2 separate regions of the Mus musculus genome follow, and region 1 is linked to region 2. A link is a contact called in public HiChIP or PLAC-seq data. All regions are on one chromosome and are shown on one strand. Each heading gives the region's core, a stretch centred on a gene start, on an enhancer-like site or on the middle of the called end of the contact. The rest is flanking DNA. Distances are from core to core; before and after follow the strand shown. Region 1 holds the start of Mtmr10 (myotubularin related protein 10). Region 2 has its middle 37 kb from the start of Gm39023.

Region 1 (4,543 bases), core at 14-2,513, 470 kb before region 2:
AAGAGGCCAAAGAGGTAGGGATGGCTGTCAGCTCAGGACAGCTTCTCACAAGAATTGCCCAGCCTGAAAGGTCAATAGTGTCTCTACTGGGAAACAAAGTTCTAAACTGAAAGAAGCAAACTTGCAGACAGCTGACAACTTCAAAAGCCAATTACAGAGTCAGTCAATGTCTGCTAAGCTTTGTCATTATCTTAGAACACAGACATGCTTTTCATACTATCAAAACACATTAAAATGATTGGATTATTAATCATGATTTCATTAGGTGGTAACACATATGGAAAGCATAAGAACTTTCACTACCCAAGCAATTAGATTCATCTTTCAAAACTACCCTTTCAGGAGACAGAAAAGAAATGAGGTAGTTATTCTCTTGAAAGTCTTCTATTGTACTTTAAACTTTCCGAGACAAACATCAATTATGTCTAGCCAACTCTCTGGAGAAAGTTAAAAATAATGGAAAGGGAAAGAGAACTACACAATACCATTCCGTACAATCTCAGTCCAAGGCACATTCAAATTCTGAAATTTACCTGGCAAAAGGACCGGCTCCAGCTTTTTAATCTTCGGTTCGGAACTGATCTTATCGTCAGTCTGAAATACAGGAACAAAATAAAGCAAAATCCAAACACCGCCCTGTCACAAGATACTAAGGCAGATTTTCTAAGTGATGACACATGCAACAGACATATATCCCCTACTAAAAACTCTTTCAGGTCCAAATAGAGATCGTTTTAAGATCTTCTCGTCGACTTGAGAGCCTCACAATAAACATATTTACAACAGCCCAAGCCGCTTTCAAGAATTCACAGCTATGAGACAGGTAAGCTCTGCGAGGTGTCCACAGCGCTGCAACCATCTGGCAGTCACCGCAGGGTCGGTGCCCAGCCCCGAAGGAAGGAAAGAAATGCAGCTCCGGACGGTTCTACGATCTCGTCACACGGCAGGACTAGGGACCGCAGGACTTCGGCCAGAGAATGGCCGCCGCCGCGGAGCGCTACAAGTTTCTACTGCGCCCGTGGCTCCCGGGAGGCGCGCTTGCCGGCGACTCGTCTGGGTCCCGAGCCCCCCGCCGGGTCGCGAGCGCTTACCTGGGCCGGCGGCAGGAGGTAGGACCTGAAGCTGGGTCTGGGCGGCTTGAGAGAGAACATGGTGCCGCCGCCTGTGCGCCCCGGCCCTATGGCCGGTCAGAAGTCTCCCGGTTCAGCGTTCCCGGTGCAGCTGCCCAGGCCGGGTCTGCGGCCCGCCCCGCCGGGCGGACTGACGGGCGGGGACGGACCAGGCCGAGCGCCCGCCCGAAATAGGCGGAGCCTGGTGGAGCCACGCCCATCCCCGGAAGCGACTCGCGCGGAGCTGCAGTCAAAGCTTTCAGTCTCTAGGCGGTACTGTCACGGAGCGCGACGCTGGAGTGGGGCGCCACGGGGACCCGAGAGGCCATCTTGAGAGCGCGCTTCTACGGAGGCCCGCAGGGGTCACGGAGGATTTCACAGGCCTACTGCGACTCACGAGGGTCATGCCGGCTTCGCGAAGCTGCAATGGCCTGTGGTGGTCAGTGTGCACGGTAGCTGCTGTTCCAGGACCCGAGTCCTCCGGCATCTGCGATGGCTGCTATATTAAAGGAGGGAAGACTTTTCTTTCACCTCTTGCTACCAATTGATTTAACCACTGGTTTCCTTGAGGTTCTGAGGCTTGGCTTGTGCTGAGTGCCTGGGACAGATGATACTGGCTGGCAAACCAGAACCCCCAGTTTAGTTTTCTGATTTTATTCTTCTCGTTAAACTTTAAGTGAAAAGGGATATTAAGCAAGTTGTCTCCCCACGCCCCTTTCCATCCTCATTTATAAAGATGCTATTCAACAGGTAAGTTAACAGAATTCCAGGGAGAGAAGACCCCATCGCTGGTGGGAACCAAACACTGTTAAATTTCAAACCCTGGGACTAATAGGTCAGGTGCCTGTTTAACATATAGCATACCTGGCTTCCAGGTTCTCTCAGCATCCCTTAGTCCCTAGCTTTTATGGGACCTGTTATGGTTAGCATACCCAACCCTCTACCCAGGGACTCTCCAACCCAGGGACTGGGCTGCCCTTCCCCAGAGGCTCTTCTCTATAAAATCCAGTCATTTTGGTTATTTAATGACTGATCTCTTTCACCTTTTGCCCTCTTGGCTGCTACACCTTCTTCCTCTCTCTCCTCTCCCCCTTCCTGCCCTGCTCTCCTCACATGGCTCATGGTCAAGTCTACTCTGAACTCTCCCAGATTTCTCTGCCTCTGGCTATGATCTCCCTTTTATCTACAAAAAACTTTCTCCTCCACCATACCAAAGAGTAGTCATGTCCTTTCTTTTCTTTCCCTTTTCCCTTCATTCATACAGTAGGTTGTGGAAATGAGAATCTGCCACTTAGCTGCAAAGGGCTGTCCAACTTCAGCACAGCATAGGGTATGTCTAGATTTGTTGTGCCTCTGAACTGAAGTAGACTTTGGTGGGAGGGGGCCAGTGGTATTCCATGCCCCTATACTTTGAAAAATAGTGGTCCAAACTCAACATTTTATCATGAATGTCAGAGGGAAACTGACGTGAGCCCCAGAAATCACAGTCATCATGCAGACAAGTGCACTGACATCACTAATACTGTGTGTTCTTCAGCTTGTCCTGGAGTCAGAGCCCTGAATCTTTCTAGCTTATCTGTTTATAACACTTGACTGTATTTTGACATGTAAATTCAGTTGAACTACTCATGAAAAAACACTGGTACATATTTAACTTTTATGACGATTCTGTTACTTTTCTACCTTAAATGGATGTATTCCCTAAAAGTCTTCAAACACTTGTGCTCTTTTGGGGGGAGGGGGTGTTGTCCATATTTTCTTAGAATCTGCATCTTTTATGCATGTCAGCAAAAAAAACTGAAAAATGGGGGAACTCCAGATTTGTTATCTTTCTGGATAATTTTAAAATACCATATTCTGCATATCTAGTTGTACTAGTCCACTTAGGCACTTGGGTTACTGTCTGACCTACTGCTACTGATTCCTTTCTGACTGCATTAGGCTGCTCCAGGCACCCTAGTCTAGACAACAAAAATGTATTATCTCAGTGGTGGAGTCAGAGAAGCACAAGAGCAAGGCTCTGTAAAGATGGATTTTGAGTTTCCCTTCCCTTTTTCTTGCTGTGCTAGCAACTGAACGGAACTCCAGGCTCCCCAAGTACTTAGCAGGTGACTTATTACTGAACTGTAACCCCCAACTCCTTTATTGACAGGGTTTTACTGAGTTGCTGGCCTTGAACTTGAGCCTACAAGTAGATGGTAGGCTCTACCAGACTCAGCTTCAAAGATGTTTCCCACCAGGGCTCCCAGTATCTTTAGCCAATGGCTTCCTCCTTGTTATGTTCTCACAAGGGGGGACTTTCTTCTTAGAACATTGAGCCTATCTGATTAACACCCTGACTTTTTTGTCTTAAGGCCCTGTCTCTGAGTATGTTCTCATTAGGGGTCAGTGTTTCAGAGTGTGTGTTTGGGAGTTTGGAGTGACAGAAGTCAGTCTGTTGATAGGCTTTGCAGGCCCTTCTTAGAGTCTCATCTTCACTACTGTGTTTGGTGTATTAGACCATCCCCAGCTTTGGGCTTTTGTGTTAAAGTTTTAAGCTGCTTGTCTAATTATACATCTGTTCCCATTGTTGATTTTTCTATATTAGAGAACACTGGCATTCCCTAGAGAGATCAGTTTTTTTTTTCATTGACAGAAGAGAGAGGGAGAGACAGACAGACAGACAGAGAAAGAGAGAATATATTTTTTTTCTTGAATACCTAATGGGTGCTAGATACTTTATGTTTTATTTGGTCACTCATTCAATCAGTTAACAGATTTTTATTGAGTGCCAGCTTTGTGATGGGCCTGAATCAGGACTCATAAGAGTCCAATGTTCTTTAGGTTCATGGCATTCTACTGAAATGAGTAGAAAGAAAGAAAAAATATATATGTATGTATGTATATATATATATGTGTGTGTGTACATGTACATATACATATAAAACGTGTAACATAGTTTAAAGGTACTGTAAAGGAAGTTAGGAATGGAGGGAGAGGAGTAATTGTATTTATCAATAAAGATTTAGGTTAAATCAAGGACGGCCTTACTGCATTGATGGCATCTGAGCAAAGACTAAACGGAGTAAAGGTGAAACTCAAGGTCAGCAGCATGAATCCCCTGAGGCCAGGATGCCTGAAGCAGCCTAAACCAATGGAGAGGAGGTCAGAGGGAAACAACAGCCCAGGTTCTAGATCTTGAAAATTGGAAACTGAGCTGAGAAGTGACAGTGACCTGACTGAGTATTTTAAAAACAGCCACTACTGGGGTGGCCCTGCATGGGCAAGAAGCTAGGGCTGTGGTAACAGTGTACATACAAGTAAGAGACACGGCTAGAACCGGCGGTACTTGATGGCTGCAAAATGATGCCTTTGGCTGGGTATATGCTTTTCAAGAAAATATGTAAGCATTTTAAAGTGTATGAGAGGATAATTCAGCAAAGATGACAAGCCAC
Region 2 (4,206 bases), core at 156-2,655:
GAATGGCACTTCAATGCCACCCACTCTGAGAGCTTAGCTGTAAGCTCTCTATGGAGGACCCAGCCCTGTTCCTGTGTGGGCCTCACTGACTGGCACCTGTAGTCTGTGAAATGGGTGTCTGGCCCAGGCAGCCCCTAACAGTAAAGGCTCCATCTGCTCTCTATCTGTTCTTCTCTATGGGAGAGGTTGTTGGCTCTTCTGGGGTTTTGGCTGCCTTCCTCTACGTGGAGTCTGCTGGCCCTCAACTACATGTCAGACCTACCATATGCAGGCAAGACTGTGGGTGGAGATGTGGGGGAACTGGCTAATCTGATTGAAGGGGGGGAGTGGCCACTGCCTGGAAAAAAGATCACTCAGCACCCTCTGCCCTGGTGTTAGTGTCTACCAGGGTCCTGGACCAGCTCTAGGTGCTCAGCTCCTTGCTTCACAATGGTTGCTTCATCTCTGTTGGCATCTCTCAACATGCCTACCCTACAGATGTAGAACTGAAGCTCAGCAAGTTGAAGTGACTCAGTTGGACTCACATGGCTGGATACATAGTTGCCATTGGTTATGGTGTCAGATTAGAGGCAGTAAGAAAGAGGGACTTTCCATCTGGAGAGTCCAGAAAGTTGCTAAAGCTGACACCAGATAGGACGTGAGCAGAGGACAGGGAGGAAGGACAGAGTGCCAGTGTCCATGGCAGAGTGGGAAGTGCCCCAGTGTTCTTGCCTACCCTGCAACAAGAGCTTTAACAGAGGGGAAGCTTTGGACACAGAAGGGCAGGGGATGGAAGAGCTCAGAACTGGATCCTTCCTGTAAGCCCTCCCAGTCACAGACACAGAGAAGAAACTTCCAATCCAGGGAGGGTCCTGTTTGGAGAGACCCTGGAGCTCAGAGCTGGATCTGCTGAGACCTGGAGCTAGTTATGAGCAGAAACCAAAAACAGGTTTGCTGATGAGTCATCTCCGGGAGTACCCAGCAAGAGGCAGGGGGGAATGTCCTCTTCCCTGCCCACCAGGCAGGGCCTGGCCCTTCCTGCTCCCACCACAAGCAGCTTGTGCCTCTCTTGCTTGCTTCCAACTCCAAGACCATTGAGCAGAGCAGCCTGCTGGATGACTTCCTGCATGGGCACCCACCCTTGTTGCTGTGTCTAGACAGCAGCTGCTGCCCATGTTGGTGGAGGGTCCAGGAGCGACACAGCAGGGGGCTGGGGACTGGCTAGAGCTATGTCTGAAATCTTGTTCAAAACCACAGGCAGGGTGAACTGGTTGGAAAATATTCCTTCCTGGAGACATTGTAGCCCTGCCTCCTTGAATCAGCCAGCCACTTCCTTCCTGTGTGTATCTTATACATGCTAAGGGGGTGGGCTCAGCCCTGGTGTTTTTTTGTTTCAAGGTTTTTGTCTGTGGTAGTCCTTTGGTGTGTTGTAGGGCACAAGAATGGGGCTGCTGCTAAAGGGACTTTGTCACAGGGTTGTGGGAACAGCTTGGGCTAGTGTGTAAGGTGAAAGCTTTTGACTGTGAGAGTGAGGAAGAGCCCTGGCGTCACGTCTGGATCCTCGTATGAGGCAGTTTCATCACAGACAGGTCACAGGAGCTGGCTCTGATTATTTTACAGGTAACTAACTGCTTAAGAAGGCCAAACTGCTTAGGGCGTCAAAGGCAGAGAGGCTAGACTGACTTCCTGCCTCCCACGCCTGAGCCCTTCCGGCAGTCAGTTCATAGGCCCTTCAACACTGGCTCAGATCCTGCTCTTACTAAAAATCCTGCCAGCTTATTTCCTGAGAAGCCAGGGCGCTTTCGGTTTATTAACATTTTCTTTCTCTTGGAGTGAACAGGGCTGCTCAGCAGCGGACGCACCAGAAGTAATACAAGTTACCTGGAAAACCTATACACATATGTGCATATATAAACACACACACACACACACACACACACACACACACACACTACGTGTTATGGTCTACAAGATGATACAAGTTTCAAGAAAAATCTGTATTCAGCCTACAGGTGATGACTTTCCGTTGGCATGTGTGCACGTTTGTCTGTCCCTGTAGATGTCTGTACATACACATGCCAGTGGCCTGACAGGACTTTTTGACTAAGCCATAGTGTGAAATTGGTGTGTATTCAATAGAAACCATACACTGAATAGTGAGTTTGGACTTTTTCTCAGGCTAGTGGTATATACTACAATCCCTTTTCATGATGCTGGGCCCCGGCTTTGAGCTGACACATCTAAGAACTAGAGACCAGTAGAGGAAACAGTCAGTCATCGCTGTGCAGTGCGTGCGGCTACGCTGGAGGTAGACAATCAGCAGAATTTTTTGGCGGGGGGTATTTTTCAAGATAGGGTTTTTCTGTAGAGCCCTGGCTGTCCTGGAACTCACTTTGTAGACCAGGGTGGCCTCAAACTCCGAAATCCACCTGCCTCTGCCTCCCGACTGCTGGGATTAAAGGCATATGCCACCGTGCCCGGCGACAATCAACACATTAATTGTACTTCACACATTTTTCATGTATGGTGATTTTTGAGTGAGTGCGCACACGTGTGTGTGTGTGTGTGTGTGTGTGTGTGTGTGTGTGTGTGTGTACACTTGATATCATTAGCATGAGCCAACACCCATCCCACAGAATTACAGATTGTCTGACTGAAACACTCTCCTTTTTACTGACATTCATCCACTGAACCAGCACTCGGTTCTGATTGGGTCTCACACTGAGGTCTGGCAAATAAAACCACAAATTGCACTTGTGGGGTCTCAAAAGCACTGTGCTTGTGGGGTCTCAAGGGCCCCCAGCACTTAGTCCTGTGCACCTATGCTCCACCCAGTCAAACACAAGCACTCTGGAAGGGAGGAGCCTCTCGCCTCAGGCTGTACCATATGAACTGAGCCTTGGGGGACACCCTCTTGCCCTTAGACTGGATTTTCTTTCTCTCTCTCTCTTTCTTTCTTTCTCTCTCTCTCTCTCTCCTTCCTTCCTTCTTTCCTTCTTTCCTTCTTTCCTTCTTTCTTTCTTTTTTCTTTCTTTCTTTCTTTCTTTCTTTCTTTCTTTCTTTCTTTCTTTCTTTCTTCCTTCCTTCCTTCCTTCCTTCCTTCCTTCCTTTCTTTCTTTCAGATTTATTTAATTATTTATTATATGTAAGTACACTGTAGCTGTCTTCAGACATACCAGAAGAGGGCATCAGATCTCATTACAGATGGTTGTGAGCCACCATGTGGTTGCTGGGATTTGAACTCAGGACCTCTGGGAAGAGCAGTCAGTGCTCTTAACTGCTGAGCCATCTCTCCAGTCCTAGATTGGAGTTTCTTAATGGATGAAGCATTTCTGAAGTCCCAGGTATAGCTAGAGATTGCACCTCCGAGACTTTGAGATGGCTTATTGCACCTCTAGCCCTTCTGAGTCTTTTTTCTTCTAAATGGAGGGTGGGGAGATACCACATGCAACTGGCAGCCTGCTCACATCTGGGAGCATCTGCTCACCATAACTTCACATGGTAGGAGTGCAGGTGGGAGAGGGCCTGCAGAAGACAAGAGTCTCTGACCTTGCAAAATATTCACTTCCTAGGAAAAAACCACAAACCTGTCCAGAGAGGATAGCCTGGGGCTCCACTTGCCCTGTGGCCATGGAGTCCTTTTATACCATGTCACGTGACAACATTGCCTGTCAGGAAAGAACCTGAGGACTAAGCCCTTTTACAAGTAGATATTTTCAGTCTGGTGATGGTAGTACATGCCTTTAATACCACCAGCTCTTGGGAGGCAGAGGCAAGTGGGTTTCTGAATTTGAGGCCAGCCTGGTCTACGGAGTGAGTTCCAGACAGCCCAGGCTATACAGAGAAACCCTGTCTCAAAAAACCAACCAACCAACCAAAAACAAAAAACCAAAACAAAACCAAAACAAAAAACCACATATATATTTAACATTGTGTGTGTGTGCACATATGTACATGTGCAGACATGTACATGTCTGAGGAGGAATTGTTTCTCTCCTTGTATCATGTGGGCTCTGGGGTTCAAACTCAGGGCATTAGGTTTGGTGACAAGTGCCTTTACCATCTCCCTGGTTGAACGATCATTTTAAATAGTAGTTAGTCTGGCAGGTCTCCCCATGTGAATGGAGCCAGTTATCCAGCCTACTGTCCTGAGAGGAATTCAGCTATCCCAGGTCTGGGCAAGCTCAAATACCATTGCCAACCTTTAGATCACTCAGGCAAGCACTG

What was found. HiChIP or PLAC-seq counts read pairs in DNA pulled down with a chosen protein or histone mark.
Region 1: a contact with region 2 is called in an H3K27ac HiChIP or PLAC-seq map of regulatory T cells, with 4 times the contacts expected there. The contact joins the promoter of Mtmr10 here to the enhancer-like site in region 2. A contact is called at or near these places in 2 of 39 promoter capture datasets (hippocampal neurons and pre-B cells), 3 of 484 Hi-C or Micro-C datasets (CD4 T cells, CD8 T cells and regulatory T cells), 8 of 115 datasets of contacts at active chromatin or transcription factors (T-cell acute lymphoblastic leukemia, bone marrow-derived macrophages, double positive thymocytes and 5 more) and 2 of 9 other capture datasets (adipose tissue and liver).

The regions. Positions count from the first base shown.
Region 1 is chr7:64,284,390-64,288,932 of GRCm38.p6, reverse strand. Mtmr10 (myotubularin related protein 10) reads right to left here and starts at 1,263. Exons shown (of 16, transcript NM_172742.2): 1 at 1,092-1,263; 2 at 534-594. The coding sequence starts at 1,151.
Region 2 is chr7:63,813,655-63,817,860 of GRCm38.p6, reverse strand. No RefSeq gene overlaps it. Among named protein-coding and RNA genes, the nearest start is that of Gm39023, 37 kb to the left of the region's middle. Within about 2 kb of position 1,405, at least 138 of the 459 cell types and tissues checked have an H3K27ac peak or open chromatin away from gene starts, as enhancers often do. A contact at or near this core is called in CD8 T cells, T-cell acute lymphoblastic leukemia, adipose tissue and 7 more, where this site is marked.